Regions from separate parts of the Sus scrofa genome. Here region 2 is linked to region 1. A link is a contact called in public HiChIP or PLAC-seq data. All regions are on one chromosome and are shown on one strand. Each heading gives the region's core, a stretch centred on a gene start, on an enhancer-like site or on the middle of the called end of the contact. The rest is flanking DNA. Distances are from core to core; before and after follow the strand shown.

What was found. HiChIP or PLAC-seq counts read pairs in DNA pulled down with a chosen protein or histone mark.
Region 2: an H3K27ac HiChIP or PLAC-seq map of skeletal muscle shows a contact between it and region 1. The contact joins the enhancer-like site here to the promoter of ATXN7L1 in region 1. A contact is called at or near these places in 1 of 5 promoter capture datasets (liver), 35 of 47 Hi-C or Micro-C datasets (adipose tissue, alveolar macrophages, blood and 18 more) and 2 of 2 datasets of contacts at active chromatin or transcription factors (alveolar macrophages and skeletal muscle).

What each region holds. Positions count from the first base shown.
Region 1 is chr9:105,923,020-105,930,509 of Sscrofa11.1, forward strand. ATXN7L1 (ataxin-7-like protein 1) reads right to left here and starts at 2,616. Exons shown (of 18, transcript XM_005667724.3): 1 at 2,281-2,616.
Region 2 is chr9:105,997,591-106,005,080 of Sscrofa11.1, forward strand. No RefSeq gene overlaps it. Among named protein-coding and RNA genes, the nearest start is that of SYPL1, 16 kb to the left of the region's middle. Within about 2 kb of position 3,396, at least 9 of the 83 cell types and tissues checked have an H3K27ac peak or open chromatin away from gene starts, as enhancers often do. A contact at or near this core is called in fetal skeletal muscle and skeletal muscle, where this site is marked.

The sequences.
Region 1 (7,490 bases), core at 1,366-3,865:
TCATCCTTCATAAACACAGCAAGCAGGTAGATCTTTGCTCTCCACTCCCGTGGACAGCCCTTCTCAACTAAACACTAAATACCCAAGGAGATTTAGGTCTTTCTTTTTGTTTTGCTTTTTTTTGTTTTTTGTTTTTTTTGTCCTTTTGTCCTTTTTGTTTTTTTTTTTGTCCTTTCACCGCAGCATACGGAGGTTCCCAGGCTAGGGGTCTAATCAGAGCTACATCTGCCAGCCTACATCACAGCTCACGGCAATGCCGGATCCTTAACCCACTGAGCAAGGCCAGGGATTGAACCTGCAACCTCATGGTTCCTAGTTGGAGTCACTTCCACTGTGCCACAACAGGAACTCCGAGATTTACATCTTTCTTTCCCAGTCCCTCTCCTTTTCTTTTTTTGGCTTTCATGCAACAAGCCAAGCTTCCATTAGGCAGCACACAGTCTTCTAGGCACCGAGGATACATCACTGAACAAAGCTGTCACAAAGCCCTGTCCTCATGGAAACGATATTCCAGCCGGGGAGATAGGACATAAAATAAAACTGGGAGTTCTCACTGTTGGCACAACAGGATCAGAGGCGTCTCTGGAGCTCTGGGTTGCAGGGTTGGTCCCCAGCCCAGCACAGAGGGTTAAGGATCTGGCGTTGCCACAGTTGCACCCATGTGTTGCAAGTGCAGCTCAGATCTGATCCCTTGCCCAGGAACTTCATAGGCTATGGGGCTGCCAAAAAAGGGGAAAAAAAGCAAGTGAAACTTAAGACATGTGAAGCGTGGTGAGCAGCCCTGAGAAGGATGTCTACGTGCCCAGCGCCACAACTGTGAGAAGAGTCAACTTCACCAGCCACTGAGCGACCACCACGATGGTTTGAGCAACCACTGTAAACAGACATCACGCCCAGTGATGTACATGCATTGCCTCATTTAAATCACGTAACAACCCATTGGTAGGTACTATTATCGTCATGTTTGTAGATCTGACACACGGGGAGGTTCAGGGGCTTCCCAAGATCACCCAACTGCTAAGAAAAGGAGTCAAGATTTGACTCTAAGCTGTGGGACTCCAGTGTCCTTTGTTCTTATGTCCCCAGCTCTGCCTGACCCTCCTCAGTGCTCACACAGCAGCCTCCGGGTGGCACCACAGTGAGGAGGTCACCCCTGGACCACACGGCAGCTGGGAGGGGGCGCATAGCCTCTGATGATGAAAGGAATTTTCAGGTGGGGCTGAAACGACCAGTGCTCCCCTTCTGTGCAGAAGGCCCTGCATGGTGGTGCCTTTTAGCCCATGGTGTGTGTGTGTGTGTGTGTGTGTGTGTGTGTAAAATATCTTTCCAAACTCAATGCATGAGGCTGAACAACGGCTCCCTCCAGCCTGGCCTGGAGAGCACCAAGTCTAGAGGGAATGAGTTCCAGTCTTTCCAGTAATAAGCTGTGTGACCTTGGGAAAACTGTTCAACCTCTCTGGGACTCAATGCTTTTGTCTGTAAAAAGAAGCACAGGACTCCCTGCCTGTCTGCTTTCTGGATTTGTGGTGAGCATCACAAGAAATCATGTACCTGAGTGTGCTGGGTAAACTCTAAAGTGATATGCACCTCCCTCAGCCTTGCTGTGACTGAAATGTGGAGTCCCACTAGAAGGAATTGCCCTGAGGCTTGTGTATATTTAGGTCAATCAGGGGTTAAAATTCCTGCTCCCCTCAACAGGCTCTGAAAACCCTCCACTGTTCCAGAAGCATTATTCTGCAAGGCCTAGCCCTCCCCTTCCTCCAAAGGGCCAACAGGTGAGAAGCTGGGGGAGTGGAGGAGGAGCGGGGTGAATGGCTGAGAGAACAGATGCTTCTGGAGGGCGGGGCTCACCTTGTCGCCCCCCTTCTGGGGCAACAGCCGCAGGAGAAGGCCTTACCCCCAGCTAAGCGTGAGCCCTGCAGATGTGCCATCCGCTCTCATCATGGTGACAGATGTAACCCTAAAAACCAAGAAGGCCCCTGCCCCGACAGGCTCAGCTGGCTTCCTGCCCTCCTTCTGGAGGGAAGTGATCAAGGATTCCTAGTCGCTCAGGAAAAGAAAACTCTCATTTATCGGCCCCCTCCCGCTTGCCATATGTTCCTCGGTTTAACGCACCCATCCATCCGCTCTGTGAAGTATTAGCCACATTTTACACCCGAGAAAGCTGAGCCCTGAAGAGGCGGGGACACGCAGCTCCAAGAGGAACCCGGATTCGTGGGCCCCAAAGCCAGCTCTGACCAGGGCTCTTTATTAACCAAGCGATAAATACTGCTTAAGTACCTGTTCGTCCAGGAACCGCTGAGGACCTGAAACCTGCAGGAGGCAAGGCGAGGCCTCCCGGGCGGCAGGCAAATCTAGGTGGGGGCGGGTGGCGCCCTGCAGGGGGTGTTTCTCCGTGCTCTTGGCAATGGAGACGGCGAGGACCAGGGCGAGAGAGCGGTCTGAGTCATCCCAGCCAAAGCTCTCTGAGGCTCGGAGGGTCCAAGTGGGCCCTGGGGACCGTGAGTCACTAACTCATGCTCTGATGAGCAAACTAGTTAGTTGAGCCAGCCCTTGAACTGCTAGCCCAGGGATCTTGCTACACTCACCACGTGCGAGCTGAGGCCTGAAGGGCTGAAGTGGGCGTGGTTGTCGCCACTGAAAGACCCAGCGCCTGAGGCTCCGCCTCCCACCCGAGTCTGCGCAGATCTGCTCCAGCAGAGCCCGAGCCCTCTGGTGAGCAGCTGTTTCCATTTTTCCCCCCCGCGGCCTGGGTTCTGGGAGCCAGGCCAGCATTCAGAGCCATTTCTCTCCCTTTCGTTTTTGTAAAAGAGAAAAACCGCCCAGGGCTGCCAGAGCCTGAGCTTGCTCCTGGGTGGCCACCACTTGGCTGGACTGGAGGGGACGCCTCCTGGGAGCCCCCATTTTCTCTGGGTCTGGCCATCTGGGACCTTCCCATCCAGAAACTTGTGGAATCCACTCTCCTGTAGCCCTTGTCCTCACGGGGCTCCCTCTTTGCAGTCTTGACCCCTGCCCTTTGTTCTAAAAGCAAGAAGTGTTACAGAAGCAAACTGGGGTCCAACTGCCTCCAGGCAGTAAAGCCATTCTATTGACAGGGGGTCGTGGTAGAGGAAAGTACCGGCTTTCCATTGTGAGGCACCAGGCAAGGGTCCAGGGCATCTAATGCTCAAAACCCCCAAACTCCTGGAAGAGTTCAGGGAAGCATTTTGAAAGGCAAGTTGAGGGGTTGCAGGGTATGTGGTCAGCTTGTGCACGAGATTCTCTGATTGGTTGATGGTGAGTGAACAGGATGGTGTCACAGGGGTTAACATTACCAATCCTTAGGCTCCAGCCAGACTGGGGACTATGTGCTCATGGTCATCACATAATTAACTTCTTCCATTTGGTGGGGGTTTTAGCATAGCTCAGGAAATGTGCACCAGATACTGTTATCTAGGTACTTGGGGGAGGAACTAAAGATTCTGTGACTGCCATATGGCTGATTTGCTATTTAAATTGTTACCACTTCTCCTGGCCCAACTGCTACTTTTGTCAGATATGTTCACATCCTTCCAATTGTTAATTCTCATAGAGTTCCTGCTGGGGCACAGTGGGCTAAGGATCTGGCATTGTCTCTGCAGTGGCTCAGACGCAGGTAGCTGCAGAGGTGTGGATTTGATCCCTGGCCTGGTGCAGTGAGTTAAGGATCCAGCATTGCCACAGCTGCAACTCAGATTCTATCCCTGGCCCAGGAACTTCCATATGCTGCAGGTGTGCCCACCCCACCCTCAAATTAATTCTTGAGCCAGGCTTTTATGACTCAAGGGAGACCTGGGACACTATGGCTTTTATACAAACAAGAGGCAGGCAGAGGGCATTGGGAGGGGGGTGGTCCTGGGAGGGCCCCATAGGGTCCTGTTTAGTTACAGCAGTCTGACACCTCCAGTGGATGAGGGGCCTCCTGATGGAGTGGCCTGGGTCAAGGTCTCCCTGGGCTTGTGACATGGGTGACAAGGTCTCCCTGGGCAACTTAATCTAGGACTCTCTGAGGTATGTGAGAGCTGAGTCTGAAGCAAAGGGAGAGAGACTCATTCACCCTTGTCCCCGGCCCCTCCCCCTGCCTCCAGGGCTGGCTGTTCCTACTTGAAATCTAGTGTCCTGGGATGAGCAGGGCTTCTTTCCAGAACCATCTGTGGCTTGTTTGCTCACCCCACTGGAAGGCTACTCCCAGCCTCGAAGCACCCCCGTGCCAACTGCGAATTACTCTGCACAGCACATGCAAGTTTCATTTAAAGTCTCTTGTTTTAAGTGATTTTCTTTGACTTTCCCTGGAGGCTTTTATCTAAATAAGCTCTTCTTCTAGGTAAACAGGAAGGTAGACTGATTCACTGTCCTGAGAAATTAGGAAGAAAGCAATTATGCAGGTTCTGCTATGGGAGGAAAACAGGCAGGGCTTCTGGGGAGGAGGGGCAGGCTAATCCCAGCCCCGTGATGCTGACACTCCCCACAGCGCCTTCCTCATCAGCTGGGCACTAACCACTGTCCCAGGACCCCTCTGAGAGTTAGGTAGCGCTAGAAGAGTTTCCGTGCCTTTGAGCAGTTCCCTTTGGGTCTGCAGATTTGTGGAAGTCACTACCAGACACTGGTGTCCCCTTAAGCTTTTTAACACTGAGCTCCCTGTGTTTCTGAGTTGGTGTTAATTGAGCCTCAAGTCCTATGATTATTTTCCATACAAGAACGTTATTATAGGCCGTGGAATTCCAGAGTGATGGGAAAGATACCACTTTTCTTTAGACCCTACAGACAAGTGTGAGCCAGGCTAGGAGATCTGCTCATGCTTACCCAAGGCATTATGGGAGTTCCTGTTGTGGCTTAGTGAGTTAAGAATCTGACATAACATCCACGAGGATGCAGCTTTGATCCCTGGCCTCTATCAGAGGGTAAAGAATCGGGAGTTGCCGCAAGTTGCAGCACTCACTGGTTGCAGATGTGGCTCAGATCCGGTGTTTCTGTGGCTGTGGCTGTGGCCGGCAGCTGCAGTTCTGGGAATTTCCATATGCTGCAACTGGGGTCCTAAAAAGAAAAAAAAAAAAAGGGCCTTATACTGGAGGTGAAAGAATCCAACTATCTAAGATCAAATTCTGGCCCTGTTATGTGACTTTGGGCAAGTTGATTAACCTCTCTGCAATTCTGTTTCCTCATCTGTCAAAGGGAAAAGGCAATTGCTATCTCACTGTGTTGCTGTGAAGACTAAATGAAGCAATGGATGTAAACTCCTTCACATAATACCTGGCACATAGGGCATAGTCAAAGAGGATTCTCTTTCTCTTCTGAAATCTGGGGTTGCCTGAGAAGGGGTCCGACATTAGCCATTTCTCCATATTTCAATGGTGTTGCCTGAGAGATCAGCAATGTCTGGGAAGGGGCTTAGGTGGGAGATGGGGTCTATGAGAATGCCAAGTGGTCACCAGGAATCAAGGCTGTGTGAAGTTCTTCAGCAAAATTAGGTGATTACCTCTTTCATTTGAATCCTGTGATGGATGCTTTACAGTATGAATAGGATTACATAGAATTAAAAACGTTTTCCATTTGTGATATAGAAAAACCATCTCCCTGACTTAGGGCCACAGGTGCTAGATAGCTCAACCACATTCTGATCCTGGCACCAGCAACAGACTACTGCAGGTGGATTTACGTCAAGCAATGCTTCCTGGCCTTTATTTCAGTTTTGCAGATAATATTAAGTCAAGATTTTACCTCTTTGAAATTCTTCCCACAGTATGCTCCCATTTCTCCTGAACTCCCTGAACCACTTACCTAGTCACCTCCATAGCCATCTGTGACTCTGACTTGTTTGCACCCCATCAATCACCATGTCCTGTCAATTCTATATCCTTAAGAGCTTTAACGCTCATCCACCTTTTCTCTACCTCTAATGTCCCAAATCCAGATAGCATTATCCTCCTAGATTACTCACCAGTCTCCTACCTCATCTTGCAGCCTCCCATGGTCTTATTTTCTTCAATGAGCTCCCCACACTACTGATTTGCCCTCACATGCAAATCACAAAATGCTTGAAAGGATCTCTAAAGCTGACAGATAAATAGGATGCTCAGGGAAAGTGGTATTTGAGCAGAACCCTGAAGGAAGAGATTGCTTGCAACCCCCTACCCCACGTGTATGCCACAGTCATTCTGATTTCCTGGCATAGGCTGTGCTCCCTCGGCCTCAGGGCCTTTGCATACACTGCTTCCTCTAACTGCAAGACCCCAACCTGCCAAGAACTGTGAAGGGCCTGTGATTTCACCCTACTTGTGGGCTAATAACTTAGCCTGCCACAACTCATGGATGTTGGTGGAAGCCATGAGATGCCTGAGTCAGAGAAGAAGGACACTTTATTATCCCGAGAAATAGTACTATCAGCAATTTTTTTCACTGTTTCTCTGACCCCAGATGACCCAACCCCACAATTCGGTAAGACAGATGAGGTCTAAAGAAGTAAGGAGACTCTTACCGAAGGAACTGAGACCGTAACAATTAAGATGATGATAGTTGAGAAAAGAGTCTTTGGGACAGACTGCAACATTCACAGAAACTTGGCATTGGCAGAAGCCTCCGTATTAGGTGATGGAAGCCCCATCCTGAAGAGTCGCTGCCCTTGAGAATGCTCGGGGACTGGTGGGGAGACTGACACTTCCCAGGTAAATTGCTTAAGCCCTTAAGCTCTGGTAAGAGATGTGCACCAAGGAAGCCCACAGGTGGATGCGAGGAGGCTAAATCTTGACTGAGGGGCAGGAATTTCTCAGAAGGACTTAAGTACAGCTCTTGAAAATAGCACTGCATACAGGAGGAGGACAAAGGCATTTCTGAAGCAGGAGTTCCTTAAGTCTCACATTTACACAATACCTTGAGAATTTGGGGCTGGGGGTGGGGTGAAATCCCCAACAGGTATACCCAGGCTACCTGCCCAGATGAGGTGGAATGCCTTTCAGGCACCCAGCAATCAATGAATGGGAAGAGAAGGCTGCAGGGCTGGGGGTACAGGTGTGTACTCTCAGGGTGGGGTTGCTGTGATGCTCACTGTTCCAGAACAAATCTTCAGTGCCTTTGCCACAGCCAGAACTGAGTCTGGTTCTTCTGGTGAGAACATGCCCTGGATTCCGCCAGGCGTGCTCGTCATGCTCAGTTGGGGGGATTTCAAGACCAATGCTGCTGATGGATTACTCCCTGCCAGTAAGGCAACTTCAGACGCCCTGCAGCCTGGCAATGGAGCAAACAAAGGCTGTTCTTGGTTCCTCCAGTCGAGATGAGCCTGACATATCCCAGCTCCTCCTGCGCTGCCCTCAGGCTGTGCTCTGTCCCTGGACAGCAGAAAGCTCTCAGAGGTGTGGGAGAAAGGAGCCGCAGACATCAAGCCAGCAAGGCCTGAGGGTTGGCCCTAGAACCCAAGGCCCAGGAGGGTGGGGGACCTGACCAGCAGGGGTAACTGCTGGATGCGGAGCTCTCTCTTC
Region 2 (7,490 bases), core at 2,146-4,645, 75 kb after region 1:
CATTCCTAATCTAATCGCTAGGTTACCTCTCTACCGTTGTAGTTCACCTGGTGACCTCTACAAACATGTCAAAAATTCTGGAGGAGTGGCACTCGTGAACGCTCTCTGCAGATCTCCTCAGGCCTCCTGCTCCTGGCTCCCATCCTATATCCACACACCCAGGTGGCCCCAATTTCTCTCCAGTGGGCAGTGGGTAAGGGAGCAGGTAGTAATTTAAAGACTTACACCCCCTGACCACAGTATTATTGGAGAAACTACTTCTACCTGTTCCTGTAATACCTCTCGGGCCCTTAAGAGCTAAGCCTGGAGTTTTATGACTGGAACTTCTTTCCCTTGGCTGAATTTTGTTGTTCCACACTGGAGGACTGCTTTGGTAGCAGCCATCAGGGCCTGTTCCAGGTGGCAACATACATTTAGACCTTAAATTCCCCCTCTGTTGCTGGCATAGCTGCTCCCTGCCTTTAACTTTTAGATGAGAAATGTTAATTTATGGTAGCTGTGGAAACTAGTGTAGGTTAGCGGAGTTGGGAGAAGTGGGAGAACCCCCCAAAAATAAAATATTAGAAAAGTGTCACTCAGAACGCAATATTTTTAAAAAAAGTTAAGCATAAAAAAACCCTCAGAGGAGTTCCTGTTGTGGCTCAGCAGTAACAAACCTGACAAGCATCTATGAGGATACAGGTTCGATCCCTGGCCTCACTCACTGGGTTAAGGATCTGGCTTGCTTAATGCAGGTTCAGATCCTACATTGCTGTGGCTATGGCATAGGCTGTCAGCTGCAGCTCCAATTTGATCCCTAGCCTGGGAACTTACATATTCCGCACGTGCAGCCCTGAAAAGCAACAAACAAACAGACAAAAAACACAAAATCCCTCAGAGCCAGGAAAAAGTCTTCTCAAGGGAAGAAACATACATGATGCTATTTTCTGCCTTCTCTTTTGGTTTTTGCCCCATGGTGTTATCCCATCTTTTGTAAAGATATGAGGTAATATGGTAAGTAAACAGCAGGCAGTTGCGGAATCAAAGGAAGGGCTCACTCAGGAATGAAACTAGCCCAGTACAGGAGCTCCTTTTAATCAGACTCCTCACTCTGGGGCCCACCCTTTGGTCTGGACTTTACTAAGGCCTGAGGGTTGAGCCTCATTTTCTTCCATTTCTAATCTTAGACAATCCATTTATTCCTTTTGTCAACTGTCAGGACTAAACCCAGAAGATGTTAAGGATTGGATGTGGATAATAACTGCTGATATTATATGGCTCCTTGTAGTTTGCAAAGCACATCTACACACATTATTGCATTTAGTCCTTTCAGTCACTGTGAAGTAGGTATTACTTTTGTATTACTATGATCACAATTTTGCAACTGGGGAAACCGAAGCTTAACAAGGTGATGTGACTTATCTAAAATCATAGAGAAAGGGAATGGGTCTACACTCAGGTTTTCTCACCCCAAGTCCTGTTGCTCCACAATTCAATTGATTCTGGGGAAATGCCACTTGTCTGCCATGCACCCTTCATTCCTAATTAACGACAGTGGTAATGGTGGCTGACATTTGGGGTAGTCACAGCACGCCAGGTACAGCTCATCTAATCCTTGCACCAGTCCTATGATACAGACTTTATAACTAGACTTACTTTACAGTTGAGTGAACCGAGGCTCAGAGAGGTTAGGTATGTTATCCCGGGGTGCACAGCTAGGAAGTGATGGAGACAGGCTTCACCCCCAGGCCTGTTTGATTCCCCAGCTCTTAATCACTCCACTCTATGGCCCTGCTGTGTCCTTTGCTTTCTCTTTCAAGGTTTCCAGCTCCTTCCAAAAGATCCACTCAACAGAGCGAAAGCACACAGGGTGCCTTCAGGGGCAAAGAACTGAACTACAGGTGGCAGGAGGAGACAGAGTGAACAATGGCTCCTCCAGGACTTGTTCTGGTGGGAAACATAACTGCCTTAAGCACAGCTACAATGTGGATGTGTTAGTCAGGAGGGGCTTGGAGCCTGGTGCAGGGACAGGAAAAACGGGGTTGACCAATGCACATGGAGGCAGTCAGTCCCCCACTAAGGAGCTTCTACCCTGAATCAGTACTGTTGGGAGATGAGATGCTTAGCGCCCAGGCATCCCTTACTAATGGCCTATGGCACAGCAGTGGGTGTGGCGTCACCAGTCATGTGTGCCTGTTCTGAACACAGCATCACAGACTGTGGACTGTCAGATCCTCTGATTGGATACAAATGCTCCTGTGCTGAGTAAACCCTTAATAATAAACTTCTTGGAGGTAAAGGCCGTAATACCTTGAAGCACTCCTTCGGGGTTTGCCTCAATGAAAAACCACCAAGCACTCCTGGTTGCCTTTTCAAGATACTTAGCTCATTCCCTTGCTGGTCTATGCTGGTAGAGGGGTGGGGCAAGTCGGTGTGAGAAGGTCTGGGAAAGAAACAATCTGTCCAACCCTGTGAAAGGAAACCCTCTGCAGATCTGGAGGAGGTGAGTGCCCCCACATCCACGTGGGCTTATTCCTGGGGACAGCAGGAGAGGCTCTGCCTCCTCTTCATGGCTCCTGGGTCTCAGTCCCGGCTATACGTTGGGATCACCTGGAGGGCTTTTACCATCCACCCGTGCCTGGGATCCACCACCCAGGAATCTCTGGTATTGTAATCCCAGGTACTTGTAATTCTTATAAACTCCCCAGCTGATGGTGAAGCAGAGTATTGCTGCTCTAGAATTTCACACTCAGAAACAAATGCCACAAGCATCCAATTTACCTCTCCACCATTTTGGTGAGTTTGAAAGGAAAAGAGGCATTACAGACTGATTTTAACGAGGGGAAGAGAGGTGCAGAAAGGAGAAGCAATTTGCTGAGGCCAGAGGGCTGCTCAGGGCAGGGTTGGGGTAGGAAGCAGCTTCCTTCTGATTCTCCTGCATCCTTTTTTCTGGCAGTATATACAGTATCGACTGTTCTGATGGCTTAGTTTGACATGCACTCAGGCGAGAGATTTCTACTCCTTTATTGGGATGGCCTTTCCAATTAGACCTACACTACTGTTTCAGTGTGTTTCCTGGTGTGGAAGCCCAAATCTTCCTTTTGTAATTCTTAGCTCTTTACTGGCCTGAGCAGTGGGTCATGAGATCCCCGCCTCTATTTAGAGGGAGCCAGGGACCGACCATGTTTGGTGTGTTCTGTACAGAGCACAACACATACGTGTACAGTGAAAACATACTTTACTGTGGGTAGAACTGAGACCTAACTCAGTCTCAGCTTTCAAGCCTCTGGATCAACAGCAGTTAATTCTCTTAGAACATAGAGCTAAATCTCTGAGGAGGCCTGGCCTGGAGAGGCCACCCGAATTGCTGCCTGCTTAAAGGTGCACTCATGTTTCTTGATTTATCTGAGTCAGTACCTCTGTTTATTTTTGCCATTTGACTTCAGGGTAGGGCTGGTTTCCGTGTGCTGGCAATTCCCAGTGAGTACAGGCTCTGAGTGACAGGGGCAGGTGTTCAGGAATCCCCAGTGACTATTATTTCATTTTGTTCCTCCCCCAGCCTCACGGTTTATGTATGAGCTGTTAGGTGACCGAGTTCTATTTTTAACTGCAAATATGTTCTTTTCAACTGGAATCATATTCTTTAGACACTGCATTATGCAAGCTGGCTCCAAAGTTTGCCAGCAGTGCTAAACTCAACTGTGACAATTCCCAGCCACTGTCACTGAGCCCGCTACAGTGAAGCAAACAGCACGCTTACTTGCTGCAAGATAGAGCTGCTGTTGTGTCTAATAACTTTGCTACCTGAGGAGAAAGCTATGTCTGGCCACTCCGATCAGCTACCCTCCTCTTGTCTCCTGCCTATCCCAGAAAAAATCCTCTGGGCCTTGGGGGACGGCATTAAAAAGGCTTCTGTTGAGGAAGGTTAAACTTGAAATTAGTCATAATGAGGTACAAGCTATGTAATGCTCATTGTGGTGTATCTTCTCAGGCTATGAGCAGGAGAGGACGGTTTCAATGGAGGGCCTCAAGTCGAGAAGTCATTCTGATGAAGTGTTCCTGCTGAGCCATTCACTATTCTAAAGTGAGAAACTTAGACAAGCCCAGTGGTTGGGTCTCATGTTTTTCTGTGGGATAATCACAGAGAAGTGTCTTTCCAGAATGGCACAGAGCTGGGATCTTTCCCCCTGCTTTCTCCTAGAGGACTGGCATCTGGCTTATCCAAAATGAACCAGAGAAGAGACCGAGTTAGCATTCTCTGAAGGGAAAATGTTAGTATCACAAGGTTCTTTGATGGCAAGCAACAGAAACCAACTCTTTAATAAGAATTCACCTACTTAAGAACAATTGTTAGAAGATAAGTTCCATGAAAGCAGGGGCTAGCTTTTCACTGCTGTTTCTCCAGTAGGACAATACCTTGAATATACAATAGGCATTGACTACTGAGTATATTGAGTCAAGGTTTGCAGGTTATACATAGGGTGGATTGAAGAATTGTTAGGAAGACTGAGAACCAATATCAGAAAAGGATAAGAATGAGAGCACCTCTGGAGGGGAAAGGTAGCAGGAACTCGGTCCCTGACAGATCCATCAGGAATGAATGCTCTCTAACTAGTCATATTTTTGAGTGTCTGTCCTCATGCATCAAAATCCAGAGGGAGGAGTTCCCGTCGTAGCTCAGTGGTTAACGAATCTGAGTAGGAACCATGAGGTTTCGGGTTCCAACCCTGGCCTTGCTCAGTGGGTTAAGGATCCGGCGTTGCCGTGAGCTGTGGTGTAGGTCGCAGACGTGGCTCGGATCCCGTGTTGCTGTGGCTCTGGCATAGGCTGGTGGCTACAGCTCCGATTCGACCCCTAGCCTGGGAACCTCCATATGCCGTGGGAGCGCCCCAAGAAATGGCAAAAAAAAAAAAAAAAAAGAAAAGAAAAGAAAAAAAATCCAGAGGGAGATGTATTAGAGTTTTCTAGAGGAAAACAGAACCAATAGGATCTATCTATCTAGTGAGAGACAGAGAGAGAGAGATTGATTGATGATAAGAAATTGGCTCACACGATTATGGAGGCTGGCAACCCCAATCTGCAGGGTGGGTTGGCAGGTTGGAGTTGGAGACATAGGGAGAGCCAGTGTTCTAGTTCAAGGGCTGTCAGGAAGGAAGGGTGACACTGCAGATGAAGCCTAAAGGCGGTGTGCTGAAGAATTCTCTCAACTCAGGGAGGGTAGGTCTTTCTGTTCTGTTCTGTTCTGTTCTGTTCTGTTCAGGAGGAGGCTCACCCACTTGTGGAGAGCAAGCTGCTTTACTCCAATTGATTGAAATGTTGATCTCATCCAAAAAGACCCTTGCAGAAACACTCAGAATAATGTTTGGCCAACTATCTGGGCACCCCATGGCCCAGGCAAGTTGACATTTACTTGCTATGGAGAGGGCCAGAGAGACACAACTGGCCTAGCTGGAGTCATGTGACCATCCCTCTGCCCAGTACAAGGCAGGGTATTTTGTTGGGCAAGTCCAGAAACTTTGCGTGAGGGGCAAGCACTTATTTCCCAAAGGGGCAGTGGGAGCTGTTTCCAGGAGAAAGGGGAAGGGATACTAGGGAGTTGCAAGACAGCAACTGGCTCTGCTCTCTGGAGAGTCTCACTTTGTTACTTGCTTCTGTGGAGGTTAACATCAAGACACAGCTCTCCGCTTTGGCTGCCTCTTGTAGCTCCTCTCCTCTGTGTGAAAAGAGAACAGCCAGCTAATTTCTGTGCCTTTGGCCCTTCCCCTCCAGCCATGGGTAGAGGTGACTATCTGAGGGTAGATTGTGAGCTCCAGGCCCTTACTTTTAGAGGCTTGTGCTCATGATTCAGCACTCAAATGCTGGCTCACTCTCAAAAGTCCCCCTACACTGTAAGTGCTGTTCGTAAGATACTTCTACCTCAGGAGGGTTTGAATCTATTATGCTCTGTGTATTTCTCTTCTCCATTCTTTGCCTACAAGAGGTCTTACATAGCTGTGACTTCTGCTAACCTATGCAGTGCCTATGTGGAATTAACATGGCATCCCTTCTTCAAGATACTTTACATCCATTGGTTGGAAAGTGTCATAATGTACTGATTTTGTTTGAACAAGTTGCTGCCATATACCAGAACACTGACATGATAAATATATCTAGTATATTTATAATGTGATTGATGCCTCCTTAGATACGACCACCTTGTGCAGTGTACAACCAGTCTACCTGTACCTGGAAGGTCTGACTACCATGGGAGAGGGAGACCACCAAAGGCCAGGGAAGCACAACTTGTTCAATGTTCTGGTGAGTGGTGTGAGAGTACGTGCAGGGGCGGGGGTGATGGTGTGTTCCTTTTCTCTGGGTTCTGATCAAAAGCTGAGCAGTTGATCTGATACAAGACTGTGAGCCCAAGATTCCTCTAGAATGGTAAGTCCCTCATACTCCCCAAAGAAACTGCCTTCTAGGCATTAGGAACCATAGCTCTCATCTTGGGTGAATTCCTGGGAGACATTCATAGCTCAGATCAGACCAGCGGGAGAGGCAATGGGCATATCTGCTGTGACATTCTCTTCAGAGATTTGTAAGCCTGACTTCTGATTTGCACATTAGATAGAAGAACTGACTCACTGCAAATTCCCTAGATCCGTGGTGATGTAGACAAGATTAGTAGTCCAACATGAAAACAGATAAGATAAACAGAAATTCTGATTTTTTCTTGCATAACTCAGTGGGTCGTGTTGGATATATCCTGGGGTGAGCACAGCCCATTTGGTGGACCACTGATTTAGAACCTGTTACTCCCCTTATAGCACCTGTGCAGACAAGGCTAATTGATTCCAGTACTCTCCCTGAACCTGGAGGCATCTATGAACTGTTACAACACAATGGTCAGTGGCTGCTAGATGGGAGGCAGGCTGGCAAACTATGGCCTGAGGGTCTTATCTTGACTGATGACTATTTTTATAAATAAAGTTTTATTGGAACACAGCCACTTTCACTTGATTATGTATAGTCTGTGGCCACTTTCCTGCTCCAATGGCAGACCTCAGTGCCACAGAGATGACACAGTCCAAAAGCCTATAATACTTATTATCTGACCATTATAGACATGCAGGAAAGCCAGTCCCTGCTCTAGGCAGCCAGTGTTGACTGACTGCTGTGTGTTGGTAATGAAAGGTACATCCAGTGGCCCACTCCTGTTCTAGAGTTAGGCTAGAATTTGGAGAATAGCTCACTGTGCTACTAAGGCCAAGCTTGGCCTTGCTCTCTGCTGCCAGTACTTAATCTTCACTAGCTTTCTTAGAAATCTAATCCATTAGATTAGATTAGATTAGATTAGATTAGAAATCTTATCCATTGGTTACATGGACACAGAGAAGCAAACATGGATGAAAGCAGTCACCTGAAGTCCGCATACTACATGGCATATAGTCAGCAGGGTTGACTCCACCCTCAGCCCCTCTGCTACCTGCCTCCAGGCAGATTTGTGCCCCTCAGCACAGATAACACCAACAGGC